Regions from separate parts of the Rattus norvegicus genome. Here region 2 is linked to region 1. The links are chromatin contacts, called in public Hi-C maps. All regions are on one chromosome and are shown on one strand. The core of a region is the stretch at or near the end of the contact, and the rest is flanking DNA. Distances in the headings are between cores, read along the strand shown.

Region 1 (4,884 bases), core at 1,331-3,830:
GATGGTTCAGCAGTTAAGAGCACTGTCTGTTCTTCCAGAGGACCCAATATCACATGGCAGTTCGCAACTGGCTGTCTGTAACTCCTATTTGTGAGGATCTAACACCCTCACACAGACACGTATGCAGTCAAATCGCCAATGAACTTAAAATTAAAATAAATAATTTTAAGGGTTTGTACTGCCTATGTAGTTTTTAACATTTTATATTTCTGTGTAAGAGCATTTTCCCTTCATGTATGCATGTGCACCACATGTGTGCCTGGTGCCCGGGGAGTCAGGAGAGGGCAGGAACTGGAGTTAAGGAGCTGTAAATTTTTTTTTTTTTTTTTGGTTCTTTTTTTCGGAGCTAGGGACCGAACCCAGGGCCTTGCGCTTCCTAGGTAAGCGCTCTACCACTGAGCTAAATCCCCAGCCCCAGGAGCTGTAAATTATTATGTGGATGCTGAAAGCTGAACCCAAGTCCTCTGCAAAAGCAGTAAGTACTCTTACCCACTGGCCATGGTGCCCACCAGTTCCATAACTTTCTCATACATGTACATAATGTGGTTTTGTTTGTACTCAAAACAAAAACTGAGCTGTGTGCAGTGGCTCACCTTTGACCCCAGCACTGAGGAGGGAGAGGCAAGCATGTGTCTGTGAGTTCAGTCTCAGCCTGGAAAGTGCTGCGATTCTGGACATAGACCACCACACCTGGCTTAAGCCCAGTGTCTTCAAGGAGCTGGCACACCAGGCCAGAGTTCCGTGCCCAGCAAATGGCCCTTCTAAAGCTTTCTTGAAGGAAAGGAACCGGTCCTGGGACTTCAGGGACAGACAGGATTGGGGTAATGTAAAACTATCACCAGCACACTACCTGGCCTCAGAGAGCCTCAGTTCCTTCAGCTTTCAAATAGAAACCACATCAATGCATGTCTTGTGGGTCAGTGTGTGGATAAAATGCAGAAGATCCATCAATAGATGAAAGACGGTGTAGCCTGCTCACACTGGAATATTATTACTCAGTACAACACAGTATTACACAGTACAACAAGTACTGTGGTGGTTTGTCATAAGAATGACTCCCATGGGCTGGAGAGATGACTCAGTGGTTAAGAGCACTGGCTGCTCTTCCTGATGTCCTGAGTTCAATTCCCAGCAACCACATGTGGCTCACAACCATCTGTAATGGATCTGATGCCCTCTTCTGGTGTGTCTGAAGACAGCTACAATGTACTCATATACATAAAATAAATAAAGATCTTAAAAAAATAATGACTCCCATAGGCTCATAGACTTGAATACTTGGTCACCAGAGAGTTACACTATTTGAAAGGATTAGTAGGCGTGGCCTTGTTGGAGGAAGTGTGACACTGGGGGTGGGCTTTGGGATTGAAACCCAAGCCATGCCCAATGGCACTCTCTCTTCCTGCTGCCTGCCGTTCCAGATGTAAAACTCTCAGCTCCTTCTGCAGCACTGTGTCTACCTGTGACAGAGTCTGAAACTGTAAGCCAGACCCAGTTAAAAGCTTTCTTTGTAAGAGTTGCCATGATCATGGTGTCTCCTCACAGCAGTAGAGCGCTGCCTAAGAGAAATAAGGAGTAACACTCTAACATCTACCACAGCGTGGGTAAACCTTAGAAATATAGTGCTTAGTGATAGGAGCCAGACACAAGAGGCCACTTAGTAAGTGGTTCCATTCGCATGAAAAAATACAAAAAACAAAACAAACAAACAAAAGGTCAGAATAAGCCAGTCCACACAGGAAGCATCGTGGGAGAATCCAGGCACTAAGAGAAGACACACAGGCATGACTGGATTCATGAGTATGGCTTTCTCTCTCTCTCTCTCTCTCTCTCTCTCTCTCTCTCTCTCTCTCTCTCTCTTACTTTTGTTTTTGCTCTTGTTCCTTTTTTGACAGGATGTCTTGTAGCCCAGGCTAGCCTCTAACTTCCTGTATAACTGAGGATGACCTCTTCCTGTATAACTGAGGATGACCTCTTCTGTTTCCCCTACCTCTCCCTCTGGAGTGCTGGGATTATAGTCACATGTCCAACTGATGTGATACTGGGGATGGGATCCAGGGCTTTGTGCATGCTAGGAAGCACTCTCCCAAGAGAGCCGTGCGCTGCCCCAGGTCTAACACCCTTTGTACTTAAGATACACTAGAGAGGCTGGAGAGATGGCTCAGTGGTTAAGAGTACTGACTGCTCTTCCAGAGGTCCTGAGTTCAGTTCCCAGCAACCACATGGTGGCTCATAAGGGATTCGATGCCCTCTTCACTGTATCAGCAACAACATACTCATATACATTAAATAAATGGTTTTTAAGGAAGAAGAAGAAGAAGAAGAAGAAGAAGAAGAAGAAGAAGAAGAGGAGGAGGAGGAGGAGGAGGAGGAGGAGGAGGAGGAGGAGGAGGAGGAGGAGGAGGAGGAGGAGGAGGAAGAGGAAGAGGAAGAGGAAGAAGAAGGAAAGAAAGAAAGAAGGAAAGAAAGAAAGAAAATGCACTAGAACTAGAGGTGTTGGCCACACCCTCCTGTGCACCTATGTGCCACTGAGTCCCATTGAACCACACACACTTGCAAACAGGTCATTTCAAGTGGCACAGAAAGTACATTCGGACAAACATGATCCAGGAGAAGCACCCAGCACAGCCTGATCTTTGTACCCTTCATGCTGGCCACACATGATCAGATTTGAACTTGAGGTTCCACAGTAAGTGGGTATAGCAGGTATGTGTGTTGTGGGGTGGCAGCAAATGCCACACATGAATTTAGTCCCTAGCTTTCCTTCTCAGTATTTCTCGTGCCCATTCTCAAGTTCCTGTTGACAAGCCTTATGCTGGCCTGAGCTTTTGTCCATAGGGGTGGGGGTATTTTTTTTAAAGCCGCAAAACCTTCATCCCTTGCTGCATAGACATACCCATACCTGCATAGTGAGGCTGTCTCTTCTTGTCTTTCTGTACCAGAGCTTTGTTCTGGGCCCCACCATCTTGCTGCCTGCTGGGTCCTGTGCCACAAATGACTGTGGATGGTGACCAGATGTTGCATTGTAAACACACTTACACTCAGGCCTGAGTGTGAGGCTCAACCCTGCTCTTGAGTTGCTCGTACCCTGCAGGCTAACCCAAGTCCCCACATCCCCTCCAGCCCTCACTACTCATCCACTAGAAAGCGAGGCCCAAGACGCCTCTGGCCCCTCTTGGGAGAGGTTCGGGTGTTGCACAAGTGCCTCGTAGGCTCCAAAATAATCCAATTTCAGAAGAGGAGAGGGAAGAAGAGGGAGGAGGCAGGGGGAGGTGACTGAATGCCAGAGGAGGCTTTCCTCGAGACAGCTGTTTCATACTTTTTTCTCCATTTTATGATCTAAAAGTTTCCCAAAACAAAAAGATCTGTTATTTTCTGCCTCCCAGATATTACAGTGATAGCATGCCACGGCTAGATGACAATGACACAGGTGTAGAATGGATCCGATGTATGGAGAACTCTGCAAAGCAGGCTCCTTCTCGCAGAATCTGGGCTTTGGCTGCCGTCTCTTGCCATGATGTTCTGGCCACAGGGCCACAAGCACCATTCTCCTCTGCCCCAGTCTCTTAGCCCCAACAGGTTGGAAGGCTCTTGTACTCGCCCAACCCTCTTCCATCATGGTTAGGTACCACGCGACTTTTCATTTCCAAGTCTGATTACCACAGATGCAGAGTGAAAAATGATCCAATAACCCAGGAAATCCGAGCATCTCAGAACGAAACACAATAACCACGGCTGTGGCTGCCAGTTTCAGTCAGATAGATTAGGCCAGCATCGGTGGCTAGGAAAGGACACTGGAAGGGTCACTCTACTGGGATGAGAGAGAGGGTCAGTCACTAACCAGGCCATGTTAGGGCTGGAGTAAGTGCTGGGGACTGGGCTGCAGCCCCCCTTCCAATCCTGGCAAGGACTGAAATGGACATGAGCTTTTCTGCCTCTTGGCCTGAGGGGGGGGGGTCTGTGAAGTCGGGAACCATGAGGCCTGGTACAAGGTGCAGAGATAGATGGATGGATGGATAGATAGATAGATAGATAGATAGATAGATAGGTGATAGAGGTATTATATAGAGAATATATGTATATAGAGAATATATATACATATATATATATATATGAATTAAAGGTGGGTCTTCCCACTTCAAATGATTTAATTAAAAAGAAATCCCTCACAGATGTGCCCAGCCTCTTGGGTTTTAGTTAACTCCAGATGTAGTCAAGTTGACAACCAAGTGTAGCCGTCACAGAGGGATTTCAGAGAGCCCCTACCCAGCCCACCGAGCAGGCATCTAGCTTGTGTCCGTTTTAACTGAACTTTGCTTTTTTTTTTTTAAAGATTTATTTATTTATTATATATAAGTACACAGTAGCAGTCTTCAGACACACCAGAAGAGGGCATCGGATCCCATTACAGATGGTTGTGAGCCACCATGTGGTTGCTGGGATGAACTCAGGACCTCTGGAAGAGCAGTCAGCGCTCTTAACCACTGAGTCACCTCTCCAGTCCTGAACTTTGCTTTTTAAAAGGATCATATTCAAGTAACTCAAATATCGTTTCCTGATTTTACAGGCTTTTGGATCTGGGACATGTTGGTTGAGCCAGGGGTCTTCCACAGGTGTGCCCCGCATCCTGGCCATTCCCCCTGCCCATCTCCCACACACGTGGCTAGCCATAAGCTTTACACCATGGCCTGCCAGGTCTCAAGCAGGTGGTCTCCCTTCAGGCTCTGTGTGTCCCCTAGAGTGTGAGATACAACCTATCACCAAGAAGTCCCTAAGTGGTTTCACCACAGGGGACGTTTTGGGAATCAACCATAGACAGTGGTATTCACTCCACCCACGTGGTAGGCGACTGGTCAAATGCTCTGGCTACCTGAGCTAGAACTC
Region 2 (4,884 bases), core at 1,677-4,176, 170 kb before region 1:
GCAATGAGGCTAAAGGAGCAGGAAGCTCACCAGGGAATCTATAGTGACGAGCAGTGGTGGGTAAGGCTATGTGGGCTAGTGGGGCTTGCGGCCAAGGCCCCAGTGCCTGACAGCCAGCCAAGCCCAGACGTGGCTCAGCCCCAGAACTTTCTCTGCTGGAGCCAGAGGATGCTCAGTGGCTCAGAAACAGGGCACAGTGTAGAACAGGGCTGACACGAACAGTGGGAGAGGAGGTCTGCAGAAGGCACGGTCCTGGGTGTGGACTGGGGAATCGGCTCCTCTGCCTAGTGCTACCAGCCCCAAAGGCTACAGATTTTCTAGGAAAGCCTAGGAGAGGAGCAGCTGGCTGACTCCGGGAACTGTGATGTCTCTCACAGACATCTCCCATGCCACTACGTGGAGAGAAGGGTGCAGGGAAGGTGTTTCTGGAAACTTTTATAGGTGCCTCTGCTGGCTATGGTTTTGGGATTTTAAAAAGGCGAGAAATCAATGTGTTCTTCCCCACCAGGAAGCTGGATCCTCCCACCCACCACCTCGAGGTCCAATCCCCTACATGGCCTGTTTCATGAGGGCCTTCCTCCCACCCCACACACCAATGGGAGACCAGCTGTGGGGACGCAGTATGGCCATAATCACTAAGGCACCTGTGCCTGACAAACCCGGGCCCTGCAGTCTGAGACTAGATCATGAAGACTGGTACCCAAGGAGGCCCCACAGTGCAAACCCGGCCGGTCAACGGGAGAGGCACACTCAGAGCCACACGAGACAGGGCTGAAGTCTAAGCAGGTCTGACACATAGAGCCCCTGGGTAAGGTTCTGGACAATGTCCACAGGCACCACCATACCGCGGCAGTCCCAGGAAGTCCCTGTCGGGATTCTAACAGAAGCGGCCAGTCCAAGGAAGGGCCCATGCTAGAGTCCCACACAGAGCCTGCTGAGTCAGCCGCACCCGACAGACCTGCCATGTCTGCCCGGTTCACCTCCAAGCCCCTCAGGCCCCCCTCTCCAAAAACCAGACAACAGCCCTCCTCTCCTCCCTGAGCCTCAGGATGTCCAGTGTCCCACAGGACCACTGAGGTGGAAACCCCATTCTACGTAAGCCAGGGCAGCCCTCCAGGAGGACCCATGGTGCCACCTTGCAGACCAGAAAGGAAGATCTGTGATAGGGAAAAGGCAGGCTACTCAGTTGGCTAACCCCGGTTGGTGAGACAGGACGGGAGAACGATGACATAAGAAGGAACTGGGGAACATGACAGCGGACCTCCAGCCCACGCGGCCTTGAGGTGGTCCCAGAATCCTGCTCGGGGTGATAGCCCAGGGTATCTTTGGAAACAGGCTTAAAGGTTAGCTATGATCCAGGAGGATATGACCTGCCCCACCTGCTCCCTTTCCCACCCTTAGCTGGGTACCAGGACTCTGCACGGGCAAAGATGGGGTACTCCAAACAGAGGTGCCACGCGGGCATGTCGAGAACCAGCGACAGCAACCAGCAACCAGAACAAGCCCCTCTCCCAGCTCCTGCAGCTCCAGGTGCTGAAGACCCCACGAAGTACCCCAAGACCCTCAGGGTGACCAGCCTTAGAGCCTGGTGTAGGGCAGGGGGCTGGGTAGGTGTCACGCCAGCTCTGCCACGGCCCTGGGCCAAAGGCAAGCATTAATGATGATGGCGAGGATGGTGATGCATCTTTTGGGACCATGGGGACGCTGCACCCCAAAGATCCACACAGGCCATCAGAAAGGGCAGGGACAGGGCTGGAGCTGAGCAGCTGTGTCCAGGCGGGGCAAGGGACCGGCACATGGGTGACGGGGCCTAGGTGGTTTGATGTGGGGCCTCCAGCATCTCCATGAGGAAAGTGTCGATGGGTGTATCCCCGATGAGCTTGAAGAAGAACAGGTGCTCCAGGCACTTGAGCCCAATGGATCGCAGTGCAGGCAGCCGGAGCAGCAGCTTGGCAAACCTGCAGGATGGTAGAGAGTGAGGACAGGTCAGGAGGCGGGGAGTGCTCCCTGCTCTACTCGGTGACTCGTAGCTTCCCTGGAGACCAGCCGAGCCCAGTGCCTGGGACCTGAGTCTGGTCTGCAGAGGAAGCTGCCTACGTTGATCCTTCTGGAAGAAGTGGGGAACTAGAAAAAGGAGGCTCCTTGGAGACAAAAGAGGACAAGGGGCAGGGGTGTGGCAGGGATGTAGCAGGGGTGCAGCAGGGGTGAGGTAGGGGTGCGGTAAGGTGAGGTAGGTACATAAGGCCCTGAAATGAAAGGAAGAGCCAATGGTAAGACTACTGTTGGCCAGGACAGGCCCAACAGGGTTTAGGAGAGCAGTTACAAGTGTGGGCTTGCTCCATGGGCAAGGAGAGCCTCAACAGAGATGTCAGCAGGCAAGGGCATGAGTGTCTCTCTGTGCATTGGAGAGGCCTCTGCAAGAGCAGCTGTGCCTATAGGGGCAGTGGGGCGTGTCCTGGAAGATGCATCAGAAAGATCTGTGGGCAGCCTTAGTAATACGCATGGGGTGACTGACAAGCCACAGGGTGGAGACCCCTGCTGAAGGGAGAGCCAGCAGTGACTGGGGAATTCCGTGCTCCAGCAGGAGCACTTCCCTGGGGAGGACTGGAGAGGCCTTGGGGTTCCTCTACCCCTGGAGCGTTTCCTGGGCAAAAGACAGACAGGCATGGGGAAGGAGTCTAGGAACTCACGGGAGATGGACAGACAAGAGAGGACAGTGTGGTGCGGGGACAGGACCTGGGGTCCCACATGTGACCTCTGCTCGGGGCCTCCCTATATAGTGGAGGGGGCTCTGGGCCTCATTAATTATTAACAATGTCTTTCATTTCCAGAGAGGAAGCCTTGTGGCTGGCTGCCCCACAGTCCTCAGTTTAAAGGCACAGGCGAAGCTTGGCGGCTGGAGAGGCGCCAGAGAACAGGCTGTTTTCTGCTGAGCTGGCGAGATGGGCTAAGGCAGGAAGCCAGGAAAAACAAGCTGCTGCCACCCTCCTGTCCTCCTCCGGGAAGTTTCACTTTAAACCAAACCAGATGAGGGCTAAACAGCAGTGTGGACAGTTAACCATGTGTGTGCCAGGCAACGGACGGGTTAGTGTGCCCGACCGCCCGTCTCACACTACCCCTCTCACACATAGTCTGCACACTGAGAGCCTGCAAGGGGAGAGGCAGAACTGAATCCTTGGAATGCACCATTCCTCCTGAACACCTACTATGTGCCTAACACTAGACTGTGCACCCAGCACCCTGGACCTGGACATGACTAGATGACAGTCTTAGGCCAGCAGACACGATGCTTTCTCCAGCCTCAGACACCTACTCTGAACAACTGAAAAGCACCTGCACTGTGCTGGCATTTCCGGGTCACTGAACAAGTGAAGAAGAGAAGTCATGAATAGCAAGGACCTACTGTGCGCTAGGAAATGGATCGATTCTCTCAACGGGCTACAGGGGAAAGTGAGTTGTCCTCAGAGCTCATGAGTCCAAGGGCTGCCTCGCTCCTGCTCAAAGCCTAAAAAGCATCCCAGGGTGGTCTTGAGGAGGACAGCATAGTTCTGTGGCATACGAAGGGCTTTGGAGAGGTGTGGCTGAGCCCAAGTGTAGAGGCAGGGGGCTGTCGGGGACGGAGTAGAGCTCACCTGCCCGGCTGCTCAGGGTACTTGTGTTTGCAGTACGCTTCTAGTGATGCATACACCTTCTCCCTCAGCGCCTCCACCTCAGCAGGGTTTGAGAGCCCCTTAGAGTCTGCAGAGGAAAACAGCCTCAGGTCAGAGCCCCCAGACCGCCTCCCACAAACATGCAAGCCCAGCAGAGAGGGCATATGCTACACAAGTAGATATGGCTGCCCTGCAGACCCAGAGCTCCGAAACCAGGAGGACGGGTGCTCCACTCGGCCACTTGAAAGTCAAGTGACCTTGTCATTAGAGGACTTAGTTTCCCCACCTTTCTCTAGGTGGCCATGGCCAATGCTTTTACTGCCCTTGGGCCCTGGCCCCAGTGACAGGAAGCCCTTCCCTGAGGATCTCCCCACACCATGAGTCGGGGAGGCTCCTCCATAGAACCTAGACACTGGCCACAATACAGGCTGCAGGAAAGCCACAACCACAGTCATCAACACCATCAGGGCCCACTGTGCCAGTAAGAATGCTGGGGGTAGCTTAGACTACATAAGACACCTTCAACTGACCCAGTCCTGACAGGACTACCCCTCCCTACCCCTTGAGGCCCCAGGCCCAAGCGTCCCTGGTTCGCCATACCTCCTACTCAGACCTAACCTGGGAAACTATGAGGTTGGCTCAGGAATTACAGCCTGGTGAGCTATCTGGGGTGGAAGCCTATGTCCCTGTCCCCCCATATCTTCTACTCACTATGGGCAGGGCTGGTGAGCCCCATCAGCCAAGCTCCCAACCCACATTCAACCCCTTCCTAGGCAGACAGGGATGAACTTTCAAATACGGAAGCCCATGAATGCCTGCTGCAGCAAGTGCCCAGCGCTTCCTAGAGCCTGGCCAGAGCATCCACAAGTCCATGGGCCACCCCTTGAATCCCTGAGCTTCTTCTCAGCAAGAATCCCACACTCTCTGCTAATGCGTTCCCATCCCCATGTGAACTGGCCACCAGTGGCATCTGCCACCCACCCAGTGCTGTGAGCACGGGCCTGGGCCACTGCTCACACTCCAGCCTCGCATGCAGCGTCCCACACAGAAGACACTGCCTCAGCCTTGTGGCAGCAGCAGCTTGGAGGCCCCGCACACTGAAGCTCCAGAGCCAACCAAGGGGCTTGCTGTCCTCAAGAGGCTACTCCACCCTGACCCCCCCAAACGCCCTTCAAACCAAGGCTTGAGACATGTCAGCCACCCTCGGGACACCTAACAAGATGGACTGACCACC

What was found. Hi-C and Micro-C count contacts between places; a contact is called where the count stands out from the background.
Region 2: a Hi-C map of hepatocytes shows a contact between it and region 1, with 6 times the contacts expected there. The contact joins two enhancer-like sites. A contact is called at or near these places in 3 of 12 Hi-C or Micro-C datasets (hepatocytes, kidney and liver).

The regions. Positions count from the first base shown.
Region 1 is chr3:31,298,912-31,303,795 of GRCr8, reverse strand. No RefSeq gene overlaps it. Among named protein-coding and RNA genes, the nearest start is that of Trnaa-agc47, 57 kb to the right of the region's middle. Within about 2 kb of position 2,580, at least 2 of the 93 cell types and tissues checked have an H3K27ac peak or open chromatin away from gene starts, as enhancers often do. A contact at or near this core is called in hepatocytes, where this site is marked.
Region 2 is chr3:31,468,138-31,473,021 of GRCr8, reverse strand. It overlaps Rxra (retinoid X receptor alpha), which reads right to left. Exons shown (of 10, transcript NM_012805.3): 9 at 3,633-3,738; 10 at 1,257-1,958. The coding sequence ends at 1,811. Among named protein-coding and RNA genes, the nearest start is that of Rxra, 83 kb to the right of the region's middle. Within about 2 kb of position 2,926, at least 60 of the 93 cell types and tissues checked have an H3K27ac peak or open chromatin away from gene starts, as enhancers often do. A contact at or near this core is called in hepatocytes, where this site is marked.